2 separate regions of the Zea mays genome follow, and region 1 is linked to region 2. A link is a contact called in public Hi-C data. All regions are on one chromosome and are shown on one strand. The core of a region is the stretch at or near the end of the contact, and the rest is flanking DNA. Distances in the headings are between cores, read along the strand shown. Region 1 has its middle 47 kb from the start of LOC100279482. Region 2 has its middle 42 kb from the start of TRNAW-CCA.

Evidence for each region. A called contact is a pair of places that touch in the nucleus more often than the background predicts.
Region 1: a contact with region 2 is called in a Hi-C map of bundle sheath, with 3 times the contacts expected there. The contact joins two enhancer-like sites. A contact is called at or near these places in 5 of 25 Hi-C or Micro-C datasets (bundle sheath, ear, endosperm and 2 more).

What each region holds. Positions count from the first base shown.
Region 1 is chr1:95,462,127-95,468,961 of Zm-B73-REFERENCE-NAM-5.0, forward strand. No RefSeq gene overlaps it. Among protein-coding and RNA genes, the nearest start is that of LOC100279482, 47 kb to the left of the region's middle. Within about 2 kb of position 3,350, at least 16 of the 20 cell types and tissues checked have an H3K27ac peak or open chromatin away from gene starts, as enhancers often do. A contact at or near this core is called in bundle sheath, endosperm, leaf and 1 more, where this site is marked.
Region 2 is chr1:95,336,669-95,343,403 of Zm-B73-REFERENCE-NAM-5.0, forward strand. No RefSeq gene overlaps it. Among protein-coding and RNA genes, the nearest start is that of TRNAW-CCA, 42 kb to the left of the region's middle. Within about 2 kb of position 3,918, at least 17 of the 20 cell types and tissues checked have an H3K27ac peak or open chromatin away from gene starts, as enhancers often do. A contact at or near this core is called in bundle sheath, endosperm, leaf and 1 more, where this site is marked.

The sequences.
Region 1 (6,835 bases), core at 2,100-4,599, 120 kb after region 2:
CCTTGCAGCTTTATGCTGATGGGGGTTACCAGCTGAGAATTAGGAGCCTTGAGGGTACCCCTAATTATGGTCCCCGACAATAGTAAAGTTGTGACATTCGATCTTGTGCCATGATTCATCATATGTGTGAGACTTGGTCCCAGCACACCTGGTGATTATGTTCGCGCCCGGGCTTTAGACCCCTAAAACCCGGGTGTGACAACTCTCTTTGTGGCGGTGTGATTTGTAGACATGTAGATCGTCTACAGGATGTGTACCAACATCACACAAATTCTAAAGAGTTGATGGACGCCTTAGAATCCAAATATGGCAGCATAGTTGATGGCGCTGAACTATTCATCATAGAGCAGTATCATGACTACAAGATGACTGATCAAAAGTCTGTATCGAGCATGCTCATGAAATACAGTGCATGACAAAGGAGCTTGAGCAACAAGATCAACCTACATGACAAATTTGTGGCTAGTGGTATCATTGCTAAGTTGCCCCTTAATGGAGGGATTTTGCCATAGCTCTCAAACACAAGAGGGCAGATATATCAATTCCAGATCTGATTACCTATCTTGATGTTGAGGAGAGCTCGGGCCAAGTACGAACGATCTAAGACGACTAAAGGTAGGGCCAATGTCCACATGGTTCAGAGAACTCAATCTCATGGCAACAGAAAGGGCAAGGAAAAGAAGACCAAACCAAGCCTGCCACTGCTTTCAAAAAGAAGAAAAAGGACGATGAAAGTTTTTTTGTGTGTGGTAGTACTAATCATTGGGAAAAGAAGTGTCTATACCACAAAGAAAGAAAGCCTCCACTAGAGCACAAGACTATGAACATGATGACAAGCGCTGGAGCAAAAACTAGTCAGTATAGTGATTCGCCCTTTGTGTTTTAGTGTTTTAATCTACTAGTTGGTGGCTTGATACTAGTGCAATTGTTCATGTTTGTTCTGATGCAACTCTATTTTCTTCTTACTAGGTCACTCAAGATTCTGACATGATGATGGGAATGGGTCGCATGCTAATTATTATGGCGATGGCATGGTCGATCTGAAGCTTACTTTAGGAAAGATTGTGCAGCTAAAGAATGTGCAACATGTATCTACTATCAACAAGAATTTAGTTAGTGGTCCCTTTGGTTTTAGAGCAGTTCTTGAGTCCAATAAATTTGTCGTGTCTAAGGATGGACAATTTATCGGTAAAGGCTATGAGTGCATATGCATGTTCCATTTTTCGGTGTCTGATTTCTGCAATAAGCCTATAAATTTTATTTATGATGGCCTTGATGAGAATGATGCTAGAATTTCGCACTCACATTTATGTCATCTTAACTTTGATTCTATGTTTTAACTTTCCATCATGAGTTTAATTTCAATTGTTTCTACTGTCAAAGGTTCTAAGTGCCATAGTTGTTTGCAATCCAAGCAACCTCACAAAACCTCATAAGGTAGCTAAGAAGAGACACTTGGTTCCATTAGAACTCATTCATTCAGATACCTGTGAGATGAATGGTGTGTTGATAGATGGTGAAAAAGATATTTATAACCTTGTTTAATGATGCTTCTTGATTTTGTTATGTGTACTTGCTGAAAACAAAAGTTGGGGCTCTAAACTACTTTAAAACCTATAAGGCAGAAGTAGAAACCCATCTAGATAAAAGACAAATAATTATGTCTGATCGAGGAGGTGAATATTTCTCTAATGATTTTGACTTATTTTGTGCGGAACATGGCATTATACATGAGAGGATGCATCCATATTGACCCCAATCAAATGGGGTATTCGAAAGGAAGAATCTCACGTTGACTAACTTGGTTAACACCATGTTAGACACTGCTAGATTATTTAAGGCATGGTGAGGGAGGTAGTATTGACTACATGTGATGTCCTAAATGAAGTTCCCATGAAGAATAAGGACGACGACGAGTGCTATCCCAGGGGCGACGGCGGCGGCGCGCAGTGGTTCCTAGGGGCGGGGCAGCTCCTTGGGACGTTTACCACGAGCCTGCGGTGGTGACTCCTCAGGGCTGGGGCGGCGAGCCGGCTGGCTACGTCTCCTCGGGCACGGGTGGCGAGCCGGCTTCGGCGCAAGGAGGCGCTGTGTTTGGAGCCATGTAGGGGCGTGCGGGTGCGGCAACGGAGGCTGGACTGGGGTGCGACGGCAGCGGCACTAACCAAAAGCAGAGGCGTGGCTGACAAAACCGAGAGGGCGGGCTCGGCCACGAGCGTGCGAGGACCTAAAACCCCTTAACTCCTGTCGGCTGAGTCTGTGGTCGATGACAATTATATTTATCCCCGTCGGTATTGGAAAGGGCCGATGGGAGTTACTTAAACCCATCGGTTGAAAGATGGGCCGACGTGAATCATCGTAATCCCCGTAGGCTAGAAAATAATTGAGGGAAATGAGTTAATTCCAGTAGAATTTTTCTCTAATCCGACGAAAATTAACTTAGCCGACGGCGGGGATATTCACGATTCATATTGTGAATTGAGTGGAGTTATTAGAGAGAAACTTCTCCATAGATAAAATTTGTTGCACACGTAGTATAGTAATGTAATCGAACTTGTCTATTTTGATAGATAAAAAAAACGAAGATAAACTCGGAAGGATGGTTGTGAGTTGTGACCGACATGGTCCTGTATTCCGATCTCCTAATAGGCTAATATAAATGCGCTACAGTCTCCTAATGATGTTCACGTTGGCCTCGATCTGGTGACGTGTAGAAAGGAATTGGAGCCGCAATTTGCCTTAGCTGCAATTAAAGCTTTTCACATTATAAGGGAGCGATCTGATTTCAGGTAGACACCACACCCATGACCGACCACATAAACAAACTTGGAAAACCTGGACGGTAGTGGTTCTGGGTCCCGGATGTTTGCTCTTTTTTCAGTTAACAAGACAGCAGGAAAATAAAAGAAAAGGGCTGACAATGTTAGGCCACATCGCAAACACAATTAGCGTACTTGTTTATATTGTTTATGTACAATGTACTGATACGATAGTACAATAACAATAATAAAGAAGTAGAAAAAAGAAGGGATGACGTGTTTCCCTTGCAGATCCAGTGAACAGAACGTCCAACTGCACTGCACGATGACCCGATCCGTTTCATCGGTATGACAAATGTGCGGCTTCTTCTGGCGATCGAAAGGGATGCAGGACGCAAGCTTTATGCAATCGGAGTAGCTGGGTGGCCCTGTCGTGTGTTGATTGTACAAGTAAATGCGTTGTCCTGTTCATTTGATCGCTCCCCGCTTCCTCCCCCCCACAGTCCCATGCATGCATCCCCTCCTGTAGCCTACCTGCAGCCCTAGCTAGCTTTAATTTCCCTTTGAGCTTTGACGTCCGAACGACGAGTCGAAGTCGTTATGGCTGGGCCAGCGCCGGTCAACACGGAATCGTGACGTAGCTTAAAGCACGGACGTCGTCCGTACCGACCGATCTCGGTTACTCGCGTGTGGTGATGGCAAAAGCACGAAAAGTCTAAAAATAGAAGTCCAAATCATAGTCCGACATAAAATAATATGGTTTGGGCTACCACGGTCCAAAGGCGGGTCTAACCTGGGTCTTAAATTCCGGTCCGTCGAACCCTCGACACTGCATGCACGCATGGGGCGGGTTTGGACTGACACAGCCCAATGAAGCCCATTTTGTCTAATTTCTTTAAGTTAGTAAGATATAAACTTAATGTGGTTGTATTATTTGGAATTTATGTGGTCAAATGTTGATCCATGGGTTAATATATTTAATTTAGTAAGCTATGAACTTTATGTGATTGTAATATTTGGATTTGATGTGGTTCAAATATATGAGTCGGGCTTGTACCGGCACGACCCAAAAAAGGTACGACGTGCTTTAGGGTCCGACTGGACCACTTTTTCTACACTTTGGGTTAGTCCGGCCTGACATAAAAAAAATTGGCCTTCTTAGCCCAAGCTCATTTGGTCCGAAGCACGATAGGTCTGAACCGATCTGACCCGACCTAATTCCCAGCGCTAATCGTGTGATGTCTTCTAATTAGTAATCGTCATTTTAACAATTTAGATTTAATAATATTTTTTAAAAATAAATCCATCTGATAAATAGAGGGAGCTAATTGGGTTCATTCGCACTCCTTTCTCTCTAATTCACAAGTCTCCACCTATATTTGTTGCCTTCCACTCTGTTTAGATATGGATCTACACTGGAGTCTCAACTTTATTTGATACATTTATAGACTTACTCAACTATCAATCTCTACAATGACTCGAGACCCCTACTAGTGCAGGGCGTGTTTTTTTTTCGACCGTCTTTCTTCTATCCAACATTGGCGAGTAGACGTTCCTGCTCGTCCCCATTTCTTGACTCTGCAACTCCATACATGTATCATCTTCTTTTATATCCTTACCCACCAAGTGTCGATGCTCCTTGTCCTCCCACTTAACCTCATATGACCAATGCTCCTTCTGTTACAACCGAAGCTTATTGCACTGAGTAGTACTAGGGCTAGAAATGAGCCGAGCCGACTCGGCTCGATGTGGCTCGCTATGTGACCGAGCTCGACTCGCCTACTCAATGAGCTATAAAAGGAGACTCGACTCCATACCGGTTCACTGGTCGGCATAGCTTGGCTCGCGAGCCACACCTTGAAAAATAATATTGTATTATAAAGTGAAATAATAGTCTATAAATATGAAATAAATAATCATAATGCGACATTACAAGTAATCTAAATTATAATTGACATATATACATCATTAAAGACTAAGAAACAAGTTGGATATCTATAAAATTATCTAATATCTATTATTATTATGTAGATTGATTAATTTTGTGTAGCTCACGAGTCGGCTCACGAGCCAGAGTGGCTCGTTGGCCCAACGAGCTCAAAAACCTGTCTCGGCTCGGCTCGCTTGAGGTTCGTGAGCCGTTTCGAGCTGAGCCGAGCGACTCTAAGCTCGAGCCGACTCGCGAGCTTCGAGTTTTTTTCCCAGTCCTAAGTAGTATTGTATCATATTTTGGAAACTATGTCATTTTTATTATTTTTAGAGTTTATTAATATTTTATTGAATTATGTATTTTTTATTAATTATGTGATTGGATGATTTTTTTCCAACAAAACACCGTGTTTTATCTCAAACTAGAGTTGGAGCGTTGCGATAAAAAGGTGATGATGGTCGATAACAGTGTAGTCGACAAGTCACGCATGTAGGAGTATGTGTTGTAGTGTCACCGGACACCGGCCTTATCTTTTGGTGTATCATATTGCTACCATGAATCGAACTCTTTGTATCTTCGTTAGCCTCTCCAAGAAAGTCGGGGACTAAGCTCATGCATGGATCTCGATGAACACGACACACTCGCTCTTTTCTCCCCCACCACTCTCGACCTAGAACACAGTTTTTTTTTCCAAACGATCTTCAGGTGGGCCACGCTAATCTCCGAACAATCCAGAAACAAAAGTTCCTTCAGAGTTCAAACTTGAACAGTCCTGCTCCTGCGGATCCTCTCGGTCCTGCCTGCTTGGTCTTCCATCCAGCACGTACACCGGTGATGCTGCTCGCACAATATTAATTACATGTTAAGTCAAAGTGTTTTAGTAAGCGTACGTCAAAGGTTTGGTTGTGTAAGCATCGATTTCCACCACATATTTATCCAGGGTCGTGCCGGTAAAATCCGAGGCCCTGTACAGATTTTGAAACGAGAATCTATCCATGTGAATGTTCATGAGGAAGGTTTTTCTCCCATCTACATCTCTGTTGGAGAATTTGTCTCTGCCGGGAATACGTCTCCATTAAGAAGTGCAATATTTAAAGGTAAATTTAACTTAATTAAATCAAATAAATATAAATTGAGAATCAAGATTTAAAGTTACAAGAGACATATACTTTAGAGTTTAGTTTGTCTATTTTGTAATATGCTATGTATTAATTTTGTAGTATAATTTTAATAAGTCAATGGACTAGTTTAGATTAAGAGAAGTTTCGTGTCTATTTTGTAATATACTTTAGAGTTTAGTTTGTCTACAAGAGACATATACGCGAGGAATGAGGATAAGATGGTTTCCCATCCCCATCACCATGACCACAACGCGGACTAATTTTTTTTTTCTATTTTGGTTCTCGTGTGGACTAAATTACCTCCATACATGTAACACGTCTCCTAATAAAGAAATTCCCTATGGGGAATCAGCTGACCATTACCATCTCTAGTTGTAGCGAAACTCACGCTTCACGGTCATAGAATAGAAACAAGAATACATACGGATAAGTGACGAATTAGAGAGTAATGCAGACTTTCTATTATACAAATGTATTGTAGACTTACACGTTTGAGGCCTTAGAGATTTAGGGGCCCTGTTCGGATGAACACCCTGCACACCCTCCCGCACGGCCCTGTATTTATCATAATTGTTACTTCATTATTCACCTATTCAATCTTTTTGAATAAGTTATGCTCTCACTCTAGGAGAGCAATGCCTGCACAACCTCTGTCAATAGATCTTACTCCTCTTCATCCGACAACGAGAAGCATAGGCGCTGATTGGTTTACAAAATGTAACGTAAATGACAACGATAATGATTCACACTCGAGTACGAGCAATAAAAAGTTTGAATAGGTCGGTATCAATGTCTAGTGTGGTATCTGATTACAGTTGGACTTAGTGTTCAATAGGCCTCCTTTCAGCACATCTACATAGGCCTCCCCTTGTCCAATGTTAAGTTGTCTTCAGCTATAAATGTCCACATGGACCGGCCCGTCGGGCGGCCCACGACCCGGCACGCTCGAAACCTGGCACGGCTCGGCCCGACCCGGTAGATGGCATGCCCGTGCTGGGCCGCCACATTGTACGGGTCGTGCTTGG
Region 2 (6,735 bases), core at 2,668-5,167:
GTCATAAACACCGACCGAGACCCAATGTTATTATAATGAAATATATTCTCTAGGTATGGATGGAATAGCATTCTGATATGTTATATCTTTGACTGTTCAAATTAAAATCATCTAACCTTGACTTTATATATTTATGGATCACTTGATTTAAACATATATATGAGGGTTCCTAATAGAATCTCTAGACCATAACCAAACACAAATTCAAACATTTATTGTGTAAAGCTTCAAAAGTCACTTTATAGTTTAAAGTAGTTGGAGAGAATGTGGTATAACTGACTTAGTGAGTTCCTTCTACAAAAGGGATAAACTAACAATGATGGTTGGCCATGTATTTTAATGGTAAACGAGATCTTGTATTATTTTTCCATAGTGTTGGGGACTTGTTCTCAAATGCTATGAATTAAGAACAAGGCAACATAAAATGTTAAATATCAATGTCCTTCGTCCGCTGAAGCATTATCTCCCCAAGGATTTAATGAACTTCGGACGAAGGTCACGAGCAGAATATTACGAAGGTTTCACCTTCGTAATTAAACTTACAAAGATAATACAAAGTAATATAAAATATGAAACACTAAAGATAAATACATCAAAAATAAATGACATCATTTATATATCTTATTATATGAATCTAAGATGTTTGAACATAATATTTAGGTATACTTATATCTTTGCCTTGACAGACAATAATTCCCGAGTGATGCGTTTGCAATTACAGGAATGCGTGAACAGTAAAAGAATACTGTTCACTATTTATAGGCACAAGACACAGCCTGTGAGGAATTACAATCATGCCCCTCATAAAAAGTTTACAACGTTGACTCGGACCCTTATGGACTAAAAGGTCATTCTATCTTTAAGTCGGTTCGACCCTTCATCTTCGAATATGCTGTAATACCGAAGCTTCATGAATGGTACCTTCGACATCACGTACAAGCAGCTTCAGCCAAAGCTATTTCTTTCCACAGGACCTTCGGCGACGAAGCATGGTCCCAACACATAGTAACCCAAATTCTAATGTGATTAAATACACTGATGCTTGATGTTTATATGATCCCATAATGGCCTATCGCATATAGTCTTACACGAAGGAACAACTATTTCATGGAAGTCTTCGAAACAGACTCTGGGTGGCTACCTCAAGAAATCACCGTGAAATAATTGCATTGTATGAGGCTTTACGTGAATGTGTCTGGCTTCACAGAATGATCAACCACATACAACAACCATGTGGCATTGGTGCCAGCGATTAACTAATTGTTATCTATGAAGACAATTCTGCTTGTATTACACAAATATAGATGGACTACATCAAGAGCAACATAATAAATATATTTGTCCTAGGTTGTTTTATCCCCATGAATTAAAAAAATGGGTGAAGTAAACATCCTGTAAACCAAATTATGTGATAATCTCAATAATTTATTCACTAAGCCCTTACCAAATTCATCCTTTTAGAAATGTGTTCATGAGATTAGTTTATGGTGACTTTGAGATTTGCAAGGTTAGGGGGAGAAATATCTTAGACGTTGCATTATCCGGCCAGTAATGTAACTCAGGTTTCTTTCTTTGTGGTCCACTGTAGTGGCAGAGACCATATTCCTTTCCTCTCACACTGTCCTAGGGATCTTCTCGTTCACACAAATCACAACCCACGGTGGCCTTTTTATATTCTATTCTAGAGAAGGGAGAAAAGAGAAAGGGCCGGATTCTCCTCCTTATTTCGAAAGAAGCGAGGGAGCATGGCTTTCTATGATCTGATCCCAGATCGATCATTTCATTTGTTTTCCGTGCTACAGAAGCTGACGAAAGACGGCCTCGGTCAAAGCGGCGGCGGCTGCGTTCTCGTCCTTTCAGGCGCCGATCTCGTTTTCAGGAGCAGCGGAGCGTAGTCAGAGCTACTGTGCTAGTGCTAGTAGTCGCTGCTGCTTTGTGTCGATCGAGATCGACGCTGACGGTGCTTTTACAAGATGACGAATCATTGATTTCTAATCTTTTCGATGTCCTATTAGTTGTCCTATGTTAAGGGCTAGTTTAGTAACTTCATTTTTTCAAGCGACCAAATTAAAATCCCTTGAAAAAATTGAGTTATCAAAATAGCCTTAAGAGTCTTTTTCTTTCGAATGTCTAAAAAATAAAAAAATACTCATCCAGTAACTATTTCTTTTGTTTTTATCATGTGTGTTGCAGGGTTAATAACCTAGATAGATTTCTAACAGAACATGCGGGTGTTTGAAGAAGCAAGTTTCGGACGACCATGGTGCACGTGCTTCGGACGAAGCATAATATAAACAACCTTTGAGGTCTAAGGAGCTAAACCGAGAGAAGGAGAAGGACAACCTTACCTCTGGCATGTACAATAGTTTGAATGTATAGGGATTAAGGATATAATTGTAAATTCGTCTGAAACATATCTCGAGCATATAAAAAGAGGAACAGTGTTATGCGTTGGAGACACTTTTTGGACGGGTGAAACTCATTTTTTTCTCTCTATACGAAGCTATAACTTATGTACTCCCTTGTACCCCCTCGTTGTAATTTTTACGAAGATGAACGTATATGTTCAATCTTTGAATTCATATAATAAGGAAGAGGGATTTCAACACATTCTGTCTTAAACCAAACCTACATAAGCAATTTCTTGTAATCATTGTATTTTGTTTAATTTCCTGTTTCATTATTTAATTTCTTGTAATCATTGTATTTTGTTTTTGTCTATGTTTGAATGACCCACTTACATAAGCAAATTTTTATCTTCATCCTTTCATTTTATCTTCTCTCCAAGAATGATAAAAGGGGATGACTATGAAGGTTGACCTGTTTATTTGTGTTGTCTTGATTTTTAATACATTTACGGGATTGAAATCAAGTGACTAACAGACACGGTCTTCAAAATTTAACTTTGACCAATGTTTTTCTATTAAAATACAATAAGCTCTTAATATATTTATACTTTTACAAAAGTATTTTTAAGACAAATCAGTGCTTAAATATTAGATTCCAAAACTAAATAACAAATTAGTTATTTGTAGTCAAAATTTTATAAATTTGATTTCAATTTATCTAAAACGTTAAGTAATAGTACAGCGGAGTTAGTATAGGTTTTCTAGTTCTGTTCCTAGCAGCACTATTTGATCGCAGCAGCAGGTTCCTTTTTGAAATTTACTGCCAGTAAAATAACCAATGGAAACGGCACTAGCCAGCCTGACACTCCGCTTTTGACCATCACCTCGCTTTGCAGGCAAGCGACGTGAACCATCATCGGCTACGGCTATGCATGTCTTGTCTGCAGAGAGGAGGACCAGCGTCTCCAGCTAGGCATCCAATCACACCATGATCCATGAACATACGCACTGGACTGTTTGGATAACATCCGAGATGATTCTTACTGATGTTTAATTTTCTGCTACAACTTAGCCGACTTTTATATTTGACACGCTAAGCTAGTTTAGAAACCACGTTTTTTCGAGTGAATTTTATTTTCATTGAGGAAATTAGTTCATTTTCTCTTGAAAAAATAGAAATCTGATGGAAAAATAGAGTTCCCAAATTAACTCTAAAAGTATGACATTTCTTCTTTTTTTCAACTCTTGCTGGATAAACAAAATCTCTAGTACAGTAAATTCTGTCGTAAACAAAACAAGCTCTCCAAACCTAGGGCCTGTTTATTCGTGGCTAACTATACCACACTTTGCCTAAGGTTAGTCGTTCAAATTGAAGAACTAATCTTATGCAGAAAAGTTAGGCAAAATGTGACAAATTAGGTAGGGAACCAAACATGCCTCTAACCGCGGGCAGCGGCGGCCTTCGTCGTCATGGTGGACAGCAACGCACGGGTCGGGCCAAGATAGCGTGGCAGGTCCGAGCAGGGCCTGCTTCACGATGGGCCTTGCCACCTCGGCACAATCCGCCCACTTCATAAAAACGTGGCGCGTCTGGGCGCCCATTGGGCCTTATCCCTAGGCAGAAACAACGCTGTGGAGCTCACGCAGTCGCACAGCGCCGTGTACGGCGGAAGACCGCGTGTTGGCCCACGTACGTATATATATGAGATAGCAACTCAACTGTAGAGATGCATGAATGCGCGTACAGACAGGAAAGAGAGAAACACGCTAATAGGTTAATGGTCCACGGTTGCCACAGAAAGATTCTGTGTCTTTTTCACCCTTTATTTCCGAAAGAGGAAACGGAGATGCATTTCGCCTTGGATGCATTGCATGCATGCATGGGAGCCATTGATGTGGAGTAACGACGGGGACGCCTCAATCAAAGCAAGACGTGTGGACATGGACGAGTAATTGTCAAAATTTTGTTGTTGTTGTTGTCGTCGACCGGCTCCTTTTGCCCTTGTCACTCGGAGACGGAGCACGGGAGCAGAGCGTGGCTTCATTTGCTGGTCTAGATCTGGACGCTACAATAATTTCTGACATCATCCAACAAAATAAAACTTGCTTACAACTATTTATTTTTGGCAAATGAAATACCACTGACGTACTGGCATATAGTTCGTACTAACGCTACAATCTCACGAAGAGGAGCGAAGAGACCAACAACGACAACGGTCAGGGGCGACGCCATATACACTTTGCCCGGTGGAGTGGCAAAAAAATATTTTCTATTAGCCAAATATATTTTGACCATATATTTCTAAGATCTTGTGTATATTCTTAATGTGTGCAATGTGGTGAAAGTGACATTGGCTTCGCCCCTGACAACGGTGGCACAAGGAGAGAGGTTGACAACGGCGGCGCTGAGGGTGGGCGGAGGGGTGGCTGCCCTGCCCCCGATTTCAAAGGGCCTAACCCTAGATATATACTTATATTGGCTAGACTATCTATTTATAGTCTATTAGTTCAGCGGTAAAGTGTCGAAAAATTGTCAACCACGATCCATATCCTGATCATATTTAAATATGATAGAAGAAATTTTTAAGGTAATAATATGTACTTTTTTATTTTTTTATTTGAGGTAAATATTTTTATATGTATATTGAGTGAAATGCCTATACATTAAACTTGTCTTGGGCCCCTAAAATCTCATGGGCGCCACCAGAGGGGAGGAGGCGACATGACACGATGGAGGCTGGGGGCGGCCGGGTCGTCGTAGGGGAAGGGGAGGGACGAGGGAGAAAGGATGATCCAAATAATATTGGTCATGTTTGTTTTAGTTTTTCGGCTTCTGGCCACCAGAAACGCTCAGCTTTACAACCAGCTTCTATAAGAATCACTTTAGTCAAAACCGTCCGAAATCAACGTGAACACAAAATTGACCGAGTCGTTGCGATAGTACGAAATCGCCATTTTCTACATCCTAAACCGTATGGACTATTTTATCTTTCTGCAAACGTAATCTCCACGATACTCATATTCTATCTACAACCAGATTCTCCCCATAGCCAGATTCTCAGAAAATATTCTTAGTAAAAAGCTGAACCGAACAAACCCATTGTCCGTTGGATTTGAGTGAATAAGGGAGAGAGTTATCTAACGATCCAAACTGTTGGTTTTAATGGTGTGTTAGATCTATGTGCAATTTATTTGATGGATTTAGTGGAGGTTATGAGTAAGGAGGTGATTTGGTTGAGTGGATTTTGCAAAATTTAAACTGGTGAATTATACAGGAGCCATTGGCAATTTTGCCATTATCATTTGTGGGCTTCGCCAATATGCCATCGGACCCACAAATCATAGACACAGACGGTCCCACCAGTCATAGACACGGGATGGCATAATAACAGACAGCCAAAATTGAGAGTGGCAAAATAGCAAATTATACAGTGGGATGTGATAGATAATGTTCGCTGACGTCTGCACGGACGCTTTCTTTTGCTTAGGCAGTTGGATTCGGGTCCGTACGGATACATGTGTGCGTCTTGCATGTTGCTTGCAACTTTGCAAGTTGGAAGATGGGAGTGCTGTACTGCACGAGGACCTCATGCATGCACCAGAGTGGTAGTAGTTTGGTGTGTATATAGGTCACTCTTTCAGACTACGTACACGTTGCTTAACCGTATGCATCTCACAAAGTAGAGGCGCACCGGCCATCCGCTTTGACCTCATGCATTGCTCGCTACCGTAGATGAGATCTGAAAGAGTATATAGGTCACTACCGGCCATACGGTTAATGCATTGCTTAACCGTATGCATTACACGTTGCTTAACCAGAGTGGTAGTAGTTTGGTGATGATACAGTACAGTGTGTATATATAGGTCACTCTTTCAGACTACGTACGTTGCTTAACCGTATGCGTCTCACAAAGTAGAGGCGCATCGACCATCCGCTTTGACCAGCTAGTTGGGCATATCTACCGAGACCATTGCTCGCTACACGTCCACGATTCTCACGGCAGGCATGCGGTAGATGAGATCTGACTGCCTGCCGGATTCGATCGACAAGCCAAAAGCCCATTACCCATCTGCTTGCTCTCGCTTTCACAGTGTGTTCGTTTCGCTAATTTTCTGTCCATGTTCATTGTGTTTATTTCATATGATTTCCCTTCACTGTTCTTAAGCACTACAAAAAATGATTTTGGATTTATCTCCAATCCCACTTAGGCTTTATTTGGATACTCTAATATTGGCACCCATCCACATGTGTTGAGGTTGATTTAGGACTAAATTAGTTCAAGTTACACTTCAATCCATCTCAATATATTTAGACTAGTTAGGTGCCAGTGCGTTGCGACGGACATAAATCAATTGCTTTTTTCGAAGTACAAAAGACATCAGATTC